2 separate regions of the Arachis hypogaea genome follow, and region 2 is linked to region 1. A link is a contact called in public Hi-C data. All regions are on one chromosome and are shown on one strand. The core of a region is the stretch at or near the end of the contact, and the rest is flanking DNA. Distances in the headings are between cores, read along the strand shown.

Evidence for each region. Hi-C and Micro-C count contacts between places; a contact is called where the count stands out from the background.
Region 2: a Hi-C map of leaf shows a contact between it and region 1, with 5 times the contacts expected there. The contact joins the promoter of LOC112722846 here to the promoter of LOC112722843 in region 1. A contact is called at or near these places in 2 of 8 Hi-C or Micro-C datasets (both in leaf).

Annotation. Positions count from the first base shown.
Region 1 is chr11:136,779,381-136,784,049 of arahy.Tifrunner.gnm2.J5K5, forward strand. LOC112722843 (transcription initiation factor IIF subunit alpha) reads left to right here and starts at 1,958. Exons shown (of 9, transcript XM_025774021.3): 1 at 1,958-2,393; 2 at 2,629-2,787; 3 at 2,962-3,107; 4 at 3,270-3,631; 5 at 4,177-4,292; 6 at 4,389-4,523. The coding sequence starts at 2,223.
Region 2 is chr11:136,908,878-136,913,546 of arahy.Tifrunner.gnm2.J5K5, forward strand. It overlaps LOC112722846 (serine/threonine/tyrosine-protein kinase HT1), which reads right to left and starts at 2,571. Exons shown (of 4, transcript XM_025774024.3): 1 at 1,398-2,571; 2 at 649-1,104; 3 at 1-6. The coding sequence starts at 1,847. It also overlaps the pseudogene LOC112721919.

The DNA.
Region 1 (4,669 bases), core at 708-3,207:
CCTGCACCGTTAGCTGTCGATCTTAACGAGCCTCCTTCGATGGCAGTTGCTGACCCTTTTGCATTGGGTGGTACTCCTCCTTCCACCTATACTGCTGCATCACATTCAGGTGCCAAGCCGTCTGGGGCCTCCGTCCAGCCTAGGCCACCTGCACAGCCTGCCCCGGACGAGGAGGATGATGAGATTGAAGACAAAGAGCCGCTTATCCGGAGAGGCTAGAGGACACGAGTACCCCGTCGTTGCTTCACCGGTTCGCATCTTTTTAGATGATTGATGTATCTTGTATGGCTTTTTTTCATGTTCATTGTTGTATTTTAGCGAACTTTATTATTGTATTTTGACTATTTATGTTTCGGTTCGTTAGAATTTTATCATGATGTTGTACTTTGAAAACGGCATTTCAATGCTACTTTCGGTAACTATGTTATTGTAGAGCTTTTCTTTGCCTTGTGTTTTCAACAGACTTCTCGAACAATTTTTTCTCTTAATCGATCCTCTGTGGTGAACCAACATTACGAAACGTGAACATCCTCACTAATTCGAACTAGCACATTTCGAATTGACCAATATGTAATTCGAAACACCCCAATTCAAATTACTACTAGTGGTGAAACGTGCATAGTTCGAATCAGTGAGATTCGAATTATATAGGGTTGCAACATCATGCTAATTCGAATCAGCATGTTTCGAATTAAGTTAAGCTAATTCGAATTGCACCAATTCAAATTACGTTGGATGCATGCGTGTAAGTAGTTCGAATTGCACTAATTCGAACTACATTCAAATTGAGTTCGAATCGTGGTGATTCGAATTACATAGTTATGCACATTGGTTGATTGTTGAATCAATTTTTTCATTGGCTTATTCGTGTAATATTAAACCAACCATGGCTTATTTTGTTTTTTTACCCGATATATTATGAGGGTAATTTGGGAATTGTATTTAATTTTTTAGGATTCGGATAATTTTGTCTGCAAAAGCCTATCTTTCATGGGTATAATTTTAATTTTCATTTTTTATGGGTAAAAATGTCAGTGTTCGAATCTTTCATGGTTAAAAATGGTTATTTTCTCAATTTTTTATGTACTTTTTTTGAATATTAATTGATCAAACATATTCATTTTAATCTCTTCTACCAACTTTTTTAAGTATTAATTGCATGCTAAAAGTTTGGATTATTGATATTATTAATATTTTTTTATTATTTTCAGAAATTATATTTTTATATTTATAAATATACGTATCTCGTTTACACTATACATGTGTTGCGTCCACCTGTCTTATCTCGTTTACACTGTAAACGAGATACATGCAAATCTCGTTTATAATGTAAACGAGATAAGGGAAGGACATTTATTTTGGTAAATATTTTTTAAATTATTTATTTCAATAATTATTATAATTATTTTATTTATTAAAATAAAAATCCCCTAATACTATGTAGTATGCATGCGGCATGCCACGCTTCAATTCTTCAACTTCTGTATCTTCTATTCTTCTATTCTTCTATTCTTCTTCTTCTATTTGGCTCACAAAGTCAGAGACTTGTGAAGCAACGTGAAATAGTGGTTGTGTAAGGAGTTGGAAGGGTTTTGGATGGTGAGAGTTGGAAGGGTTTTGAATCATGAATTCTTGAGGTGAATGAAAATGAGGATTTAGTGGTTGTGTAAGGGATGACAATAAAATTCGCCTTTGATGAAGGAAAAAAATGAAAAAAAAGAAGAAAAAGAAAAGAGAGATTTTTAGTTCCTGCAACCTTTTGGAGGTGACACTTGACACGGTTATTTGTCATCTGGTAGCAATGGTCAATTTATTTATTTTTCTTAATGGGTGAGACTTAATTGAGATTTAAGAATGATTAAGGTGTAATATCTCCCACGGACAAAAAAAGTTAGGACCGAATAGGATATTTATTCAAAAATAAATTTATTTAAAGGCCCAATTAATGTGCAAGCCCAAGCTCAGATGGGTTCGTAACCTCGCAGTGCTATAAAATGCCAAGCCTATTGAGAGAATGCTCAAATCTGAGGAAAAGTCGGGAGATGAATTCAGTGTCGTACCGTCGTCGTAGATATTATTACATACATAACATTACAAATCGGTGGTGCGCGCCGCTGAGTTAAAATCTTAGAAGATGCGCACCAAAAATTGCTATTGAATTTATTACATGAAACCGTAGACTCTTGCGAATTAGCGTTTTGGATTGATTGATTACCGGGAAAATGTCGATGGACCTGCAACTGAAGGCGTCGTGCGGTGGATGTGGATCAACCACCGACCTTTACGGAAGCAATTGCAAGCACATGACTCTCTGTTTGACCTGCGGCAAGACCATGGCTGAGAAAAAGGCCAAATGCTTCGACTGTGGCGCCACCATCACTCGCTTGATTCGAGTTCGATTTCAATTCCGATGTCTCCGTTCATTCATTCATTTTTCCCTTCCCGGATTTCTATTGTTTTTCCACCTAATAATTCATACTTGGTTCTTCGATGGCATGGCATTCTAATTCCTTTCGCTTCGTTGCAAGCATTACGACAGTTGCATATACAAACTAGCATTTTTACTCTTTCGTTATTGTTATTTGCTGATTAACGAAAGCATATGGTCAATGGTGTTGTTTGTGACAGGAATATAATGTTCGTGCAAGCTCAACCACTGACAAAAATTACTTCATTGGAAGATTCGTGACTGGGTTGCCTAATTTCTCTAAGAAGAAAAGTGCTGAAAACAAGTGGTCCCTTCAGAAGGATGGACTGCAGAACCGCCAAATTACTGATGCTTTGCGGGTATTGAATCTTATCCATCCTTCCATGTGCAAATTGATGATATGGGATTGAAAGTGATATTCCCCTTATCTAATATTTTTCGTTGAAGCTTGACATGTTAGCATTGTATTTTTGCTTTCACCATGGAAATCCCAGATGTTTATTTCCTGCATATTTGCTTATTGTATGTCATAGGAGAAGTACAAGAACAAGCCTTGGCTGTTGGAGGATGAAACGGGTCAGTTCCAATACCAGGGTAATCTCGAAGGTGCACAATCAGCTACATATTACCTTCTCATGATGGAAAGGAAGGAGTTTGTTGCCATTCCTGCTGGTTCTTGGTATGTTTGTTCTTTTCAGAATAAGGGTGGTGTTCCTCTCTGAGAATTTTCCCGTGGTTTTAGTTTTATTTTTCTTTTTGTTGCGCTTACCAGTCAAATCAAAGGAAGAATGCAGATGTATAATAATGCATATTTATTCTCTTTTCGTAAAAAAATCTTTAGGTACAACTTTAACAAGGTTGCACAGTATAAGCAATTGACTCTGGAGGAAGCAGAAGAGAAAATTAAGAATAGAAAGAAAACTGCAGATGGATATGAAAGATGGATGATGAAAGCTGCAAATAATGGACCTGCTGTATTTGGTGAACGTGCAAAATTTGAAGAGAAGGAGAGCACTGCCGGGAAAGGCCGCAAAAAAGGTGGTGATGATGATGAGGGTCATGTCTCTGATAAGGGGGAGGAGGACGAAGAGGAGGAGGCAACAAGGAAGCATAGACTTGGACTTGATAAAAGAGATGGCGATGACGATGAAGAAGGTCCAAGGGGAGGAGACCTTGATCAGGATGATGATGATATTGAGAAGGGTAAGTTAATTTTTCTGATGAAAATGCTACAAAGCAGTTATTTTAGATTACACATCAATTCTCCTTTTTGTGAAGTTTTATTCATCATTTTCAGTTGATTGCTTCAGTGTTTTTATACGTGTATTCTTGGTGGAGGATATAGCCTAGAGAGTCAATTTGAAGAGCAAATTGGATGCTAAGTGAATCAAATATTGGGAGTTGACTGCCTTAGATGTTGTTGATGGTTATAACTACAGAACTTTTTTATAAGAAGAAAAAAAATGGAGTTTAGCTAGAGAAAGAGAACATTGTCAACACCAGTGTAGTGTACTTGTTAATATTAACCATGACTAGTCATTGCGACTATTAACCTGGTGGGCTTAGGTAGTGTATTTTCTCATTAGTATCCTTTGCTTATTGGTTGCATTCAATTCAAGTAATTACTTTTAATTTGGCCTACAGATGGCCTTTTTTTTACTTAATTTTATTTGAAGTTATTAATCTTATTGAAATCTTCATGTATATGCTTATTCTTCTTGCTAATCATACGTATGCACATCTTTTAGGTGATGATTGGGAACACGAAGAGATTTTCACTGATGATGATGAAGCTGTTGGCAATGATCCCGAGGAAAGGGAAGATTTGGCTCCTGAAGTTCCTGCTCCTCCTGAAATCAAGCAGGTAAATTTCAATTATTTTGCAACCCATTTTTAGGAACTAACCCTCTTGGTACTCACCCTTGGTTTATTATGAAACTACACTAATATATTATTTTAGGATGAGGAGGATGAGGATGAAGATAATGAAGATGGAGGAGGTCTGAGTAAATCTGGGAAAGAGCTGAAGATGTTGCTTGGACGAGCTGGTGGCATGAATGAATCTGATGCCGAGGATGATGACGATGACGAAGATGTATGGTTATTCTTTTTCATTTTCTTCATTTATGTTTTTTCACTTCTCTATTATTTTGTTAGCTGCAACTATAATTGTTCCATTATTCTTTTTACTTCCAATTACATGGAAGATATATATAGCTCGGTACAAACTACAATATCTTT
Region 2 (4,669 bases), core at 1,321-3,820, 130 kb after region 1:
CTCATTCTGCTCCAAACACAATTTGCAATTAGGCCTTCCTTTATTATTAAGTAGTGAGGTGCATAAAGATTTTGCAATAATGTACAAGAGCAACAGCACAACAGAACACTTGCTAGGCCCTTTCAGTGAAGCTAGTTGAGTTCACTCCATGTGGTGGATATCATTTTATACATGCATTAATTCAATTTAATACCTATTCTAGGGTCCTTAAATTACTCCATATTTCTATGTCTGGAGTGTTAGCTACTGTGCTATGTAATAACTGATCACAAGTGACATGAGGAGTGCATTGTAATTAAGAAGTTCTTTTCTATGATATGACTAATTAAACTATGATAGAAGTACTGAAATGATTCTGAAATATATATATTACCAAATTAGCATTAAGAATTTTCTGTCATCCTTAACCTGCTTCTGTCTAATACTGACAACAATCAGCAACATGTTGATATGCTAAAAAGGAAAAATAGAAGAACATTAAAACTCCATAATCATTGTATAGCTAGGACATGAGCTTTCCTAAGCAAAACAGGCAATGCTAATATTCTGTGGCCAACTTAACCATAATAATTCAAGTAGGAACTAATATTCTAAATTCTAAGCAGGGAAATGAAGCATGTAACATAAATTTAGATGTAGAGGTGTGACCTTCTCAGCAACAGCAAAAGCAGCTTGGACAGGGGTCATTCCTTGGAAGGGAAGTAAAGCAGTTGTGAGTTCCCAAAGCACAATACCAAAACTATACACATCAACTTTGCGAGTGTAAGGTTTCTCCTTAATCATCTCTGGCGCCATCCAACGATACGTTCCCATGTTTCCTTTGGTCTCGCGACACCTTGTTTCGAGACAAGATGTGCCGAAATCTGCCACCTTAACCCTCATCTCATCATTGAGAAGAAGGTTATTTGACTTGAGATCTCTGTGGATGACGCCTTGCGAGTGAAGGTACTCCATACCCCTAGATATGTCAAGAGCTAACCTTAGTATTGTTTCAATTGAAAGAGAGTATGGCTCTTTCTTGTTCAGATACATCCTCAGAGTTCCTTGTGACATGTATTCTGTTATGATACAGTACACTGGCGGTTTTTTACAAGCTGCAATAAACTGTAAAATTAAAAGAGTCATTTCAAAGAAGAAATTAAACTTATACCTCTAACTTGAATATGATCAAGTACAATAGATAGTTCACAATGCATAAATGTATACTTGAATTTTGAACTCTCAAACAGGATAATTTCCAAAATCAAACACACAATGGGACAGAAAACAAGATGAAAAAGTAGAATCTGTCTCCTATATTTCTATCTTAAGACAATTACCAAACTGGCATGAAGCTAAATAAACAAAAACAGCATAAGGACAAGAAGTTGAATATACATAAACACCCTTGGAATTACCTGAACTATGTTCGGATGAAAGAGACGTGAAAGCAAAGCAACTTCAGATTTGAACTGCTGCTCAAGCAAGGATCTTCTCTCCTCGTCCTGTGTCGGGATCCTCACCATTTTCACAGCTACGGCTCTCTGCTTGTAAATTCCACGGTAGATTCTACTGTGAGCTCCAGATGCAAACTTGTTCCCTATGAAAAGCTGTGACAAATCTGCAGTCCACTCCTCCTGATCCTCCTTAGAAGCTTCCCATGTCTCCACATTCTCAGAGTCCAATATCATGGACCATGATTCCAAGCTGTCAAATCTCTTTCTCTCCATGTTCTCTAAGTCAGAATTCATCCTTTTCTTGGAAGACGATGAAGGAGGAAGCTCCGGTAAAGGCTTACTCTTCGACCTTCGCATGCGAAGCCCATGGAAGCATGAGCCAGCCATTGAAGAAGCTCTTGTGAATTGCATGCTTTATTTATTTCAAGTTATGGTTTTGTATGTCTGTGATGCTTGTCAGAAAAGACAGTCAAATGGAACAGCTTTCCTTCTGAACGTGTGAACCGATTTCAGGAAGTGCATGAAGCCATAAACGGATTCCGAAACACGGGCTCCAACAACAAAGAACGAAAAGCATGCATCAAAATGATTCATTTACGTCTTGAGAGAAGACCCTTCTGGATTTTAACAAGAGAACAGAAAGGTGTGGTATGGAACAAGGCCACTTTTTCATGTCAAGCTTTTCTCACACTTTTCAAGAACAAGAACTCTTACTATCACACATAACCAGAGACACAAACAATAAGGGATGCTGGGGTTTCATTGTTTAACAAGAATTGGAAGCAAATGCATGGAAGTTTCATGAAAATGAAATTCTGGAAGAGAAAGAAAGAGGAAGAAGAAGAAGAAGAAGCAGTTTTTTCTTTCACGGTTTCTACAAATAGGATGGATCAGGAATCAGGAGGATTAGGTCGTTTAGCAGCATAAAGAAGAACTGATTCAGGGGTGTCTCGTGAGTTCTTGGTTCAAAAGAGAGCCTTTATTTTTAGTTTGTGTTATGGGTTACTTTGTTTCCTTTTATTGCATGCATCATCATCATTCATCATTTATCAATGAATGTAATGTTTATATAAGTGGCCACAGTGCAAAGTCTGATTAGATTTGAGGCTTGAGTTCAGCTTAGCCAACAATTTGCACTTTGCAGTCTTCTCAGACTTTGGGATATATCCTTTAACTGTAGCAAGCACCAACTTTCTTGGGTTGGGACCCAAAAAGTCCTAGAATACATGTGGCACAAAAAGTAATGCACTTGACAAGTGCCAAGTCATGAACCGTTTGATCCAGTTGCAAGTTATTACTATCTTCCCTTCTTCATAGAAATATATGAAGCTTTTTTCTTTTGGTTAGGTACTTAAATGGTACAAAGTATAGTACCTTACTGATGGATTTGGATGAACTATTTTCGCATTTTGGCTTCTAATTCCTATTCTCCTCCTTGAAGATTTTTATTATTTTGGGTTTCTCCTTTATTCCATCATTGAAATAATCAATAGAGCACTAACTAAAAGATAACAACGTGATAAGAGGGGTAACATTCTGTTTTTGGAAGAAGCATTTCAATTGCGGGTCATCGAAGCTTAATCTCCAAGCAATGGTTTGCAATTTTGCAAAGCAAAGATTCTAAGCACAGAATCAGGCCCATTTATGATAAATTCAAAGGTGTGGATTCTGATTAAAGGCTAATGCTTTGAGAAATGAAATTATGAAATAGACTTATGAAAAATAGAACCAAAAACTATTGTACCTTGTAATAAACCATCAATGGTACCATAATATTTCAATGTTGGGTTGTCTAAAAAACTTCAAAACCATTATTTAGGTAAAAACTTCTGTCCAAACTCCAAAGGCCAAACTATGTTCAAAGTTCATTTGAACATCTACCAGCTAAATGTTCTGTAAATTTATGCTTTCAATTACATTATTCATAAAAAGAGATCCGTGTGTATTCATCAAAAAACACTTCCGTCTTGCACTAAACTCTTGTTTAATTAAGATTCTAAGGAAAGCACTTTTTGTGAAGCAAAATTCGTAAAGAAAGATATTTTATGCTTTTTCTGTATGCTCTCAAACTTATTGTTCTTTTTGGTTGGTTTGTTTAGCTGCTGAGGCCCGAGTCTGGTAAATGGCCTTTGCAAAACAAAAGGAGTTGCTAAAGCTAAAACAAAAACTAAAATACTGCATCAGTTTAGCTTGTTTTTCACATTCGCAAATCGCAATACAAACTAACAAATTTCTAGGCTCACTTTCTAGTTAAGCTTTTCATAGACTAACTGAAAAGAAAACCTTTCAAAACCACTTAATATTAAGATAAACTGTTCTTTTTTTTCGCATCTAATTATTATACGTCATGCATACATCAAATAACACTTTTTAAACATGCAAAGAACAACTTGAATACTTTTCCCCCCCTTGGGTACAGAACTATATCCAACAGCAGAAACATACTATAAGAACTAAGAAGGAAACGTAAGCTACAGCCTCGATGGCATTCCCCCAGCAATGGCTAGAGTTTCCCGTCGTATAAGCATCATCATCTGATGCCAGAAAAGCTGCACCGGCAGCCATGTGCTCCGTTGTACCAAGCCTTCCAAGTAATGTCTTTTCTTCAAGCTGTAGCCTCTGCAGTAGCACACAAAGATATAGTGTGGAAGGAGATTTGAGACAAGAAAAGCATATTTAAGTCAAAAGATTACTCACAGTAGCTTCATTACTAGTAATAAACAAGGGAAAATTTGTTAGCACAAAACAGGGAGCAATACAGTTAACACGAGTGTTTGGGACCATCTCAGCAGCCAGAGCCTATGCAGCATATTACAAATAATTATCAGAGTAAAGAAACACGAAGATATATGCAGTTTTGTTAGTTTCAGAAGGAACACTTTGCAGGGCAAGTGAAGTACCTACTTTGGTAAGTCCAAAAAGGGCTGTTTTGGTCACTCCATACATATATACATAGAACTAGAAGCAGGCAGGTTGAGACTGGCAATAGAGGAAACAATAACGACAGAGGAACCCCTGTGCAAGTGAGGAGCTGCATCCTGCAAGAATAATAAAGGTGGTTAACACATTAATTAGAAACTTAGCTCATCAAATGGAGATGACATGACAGAAAGATATGGTTACCTTGAGAAGAAGTATAGAGGCTTTGACATTAATCTCCCAAAGCTTGTCAAAGACAGAGTCTTCGGTTTGCAAGATGGGGTCAACAGAAGGATTTGCAGCTGCGTTGGACA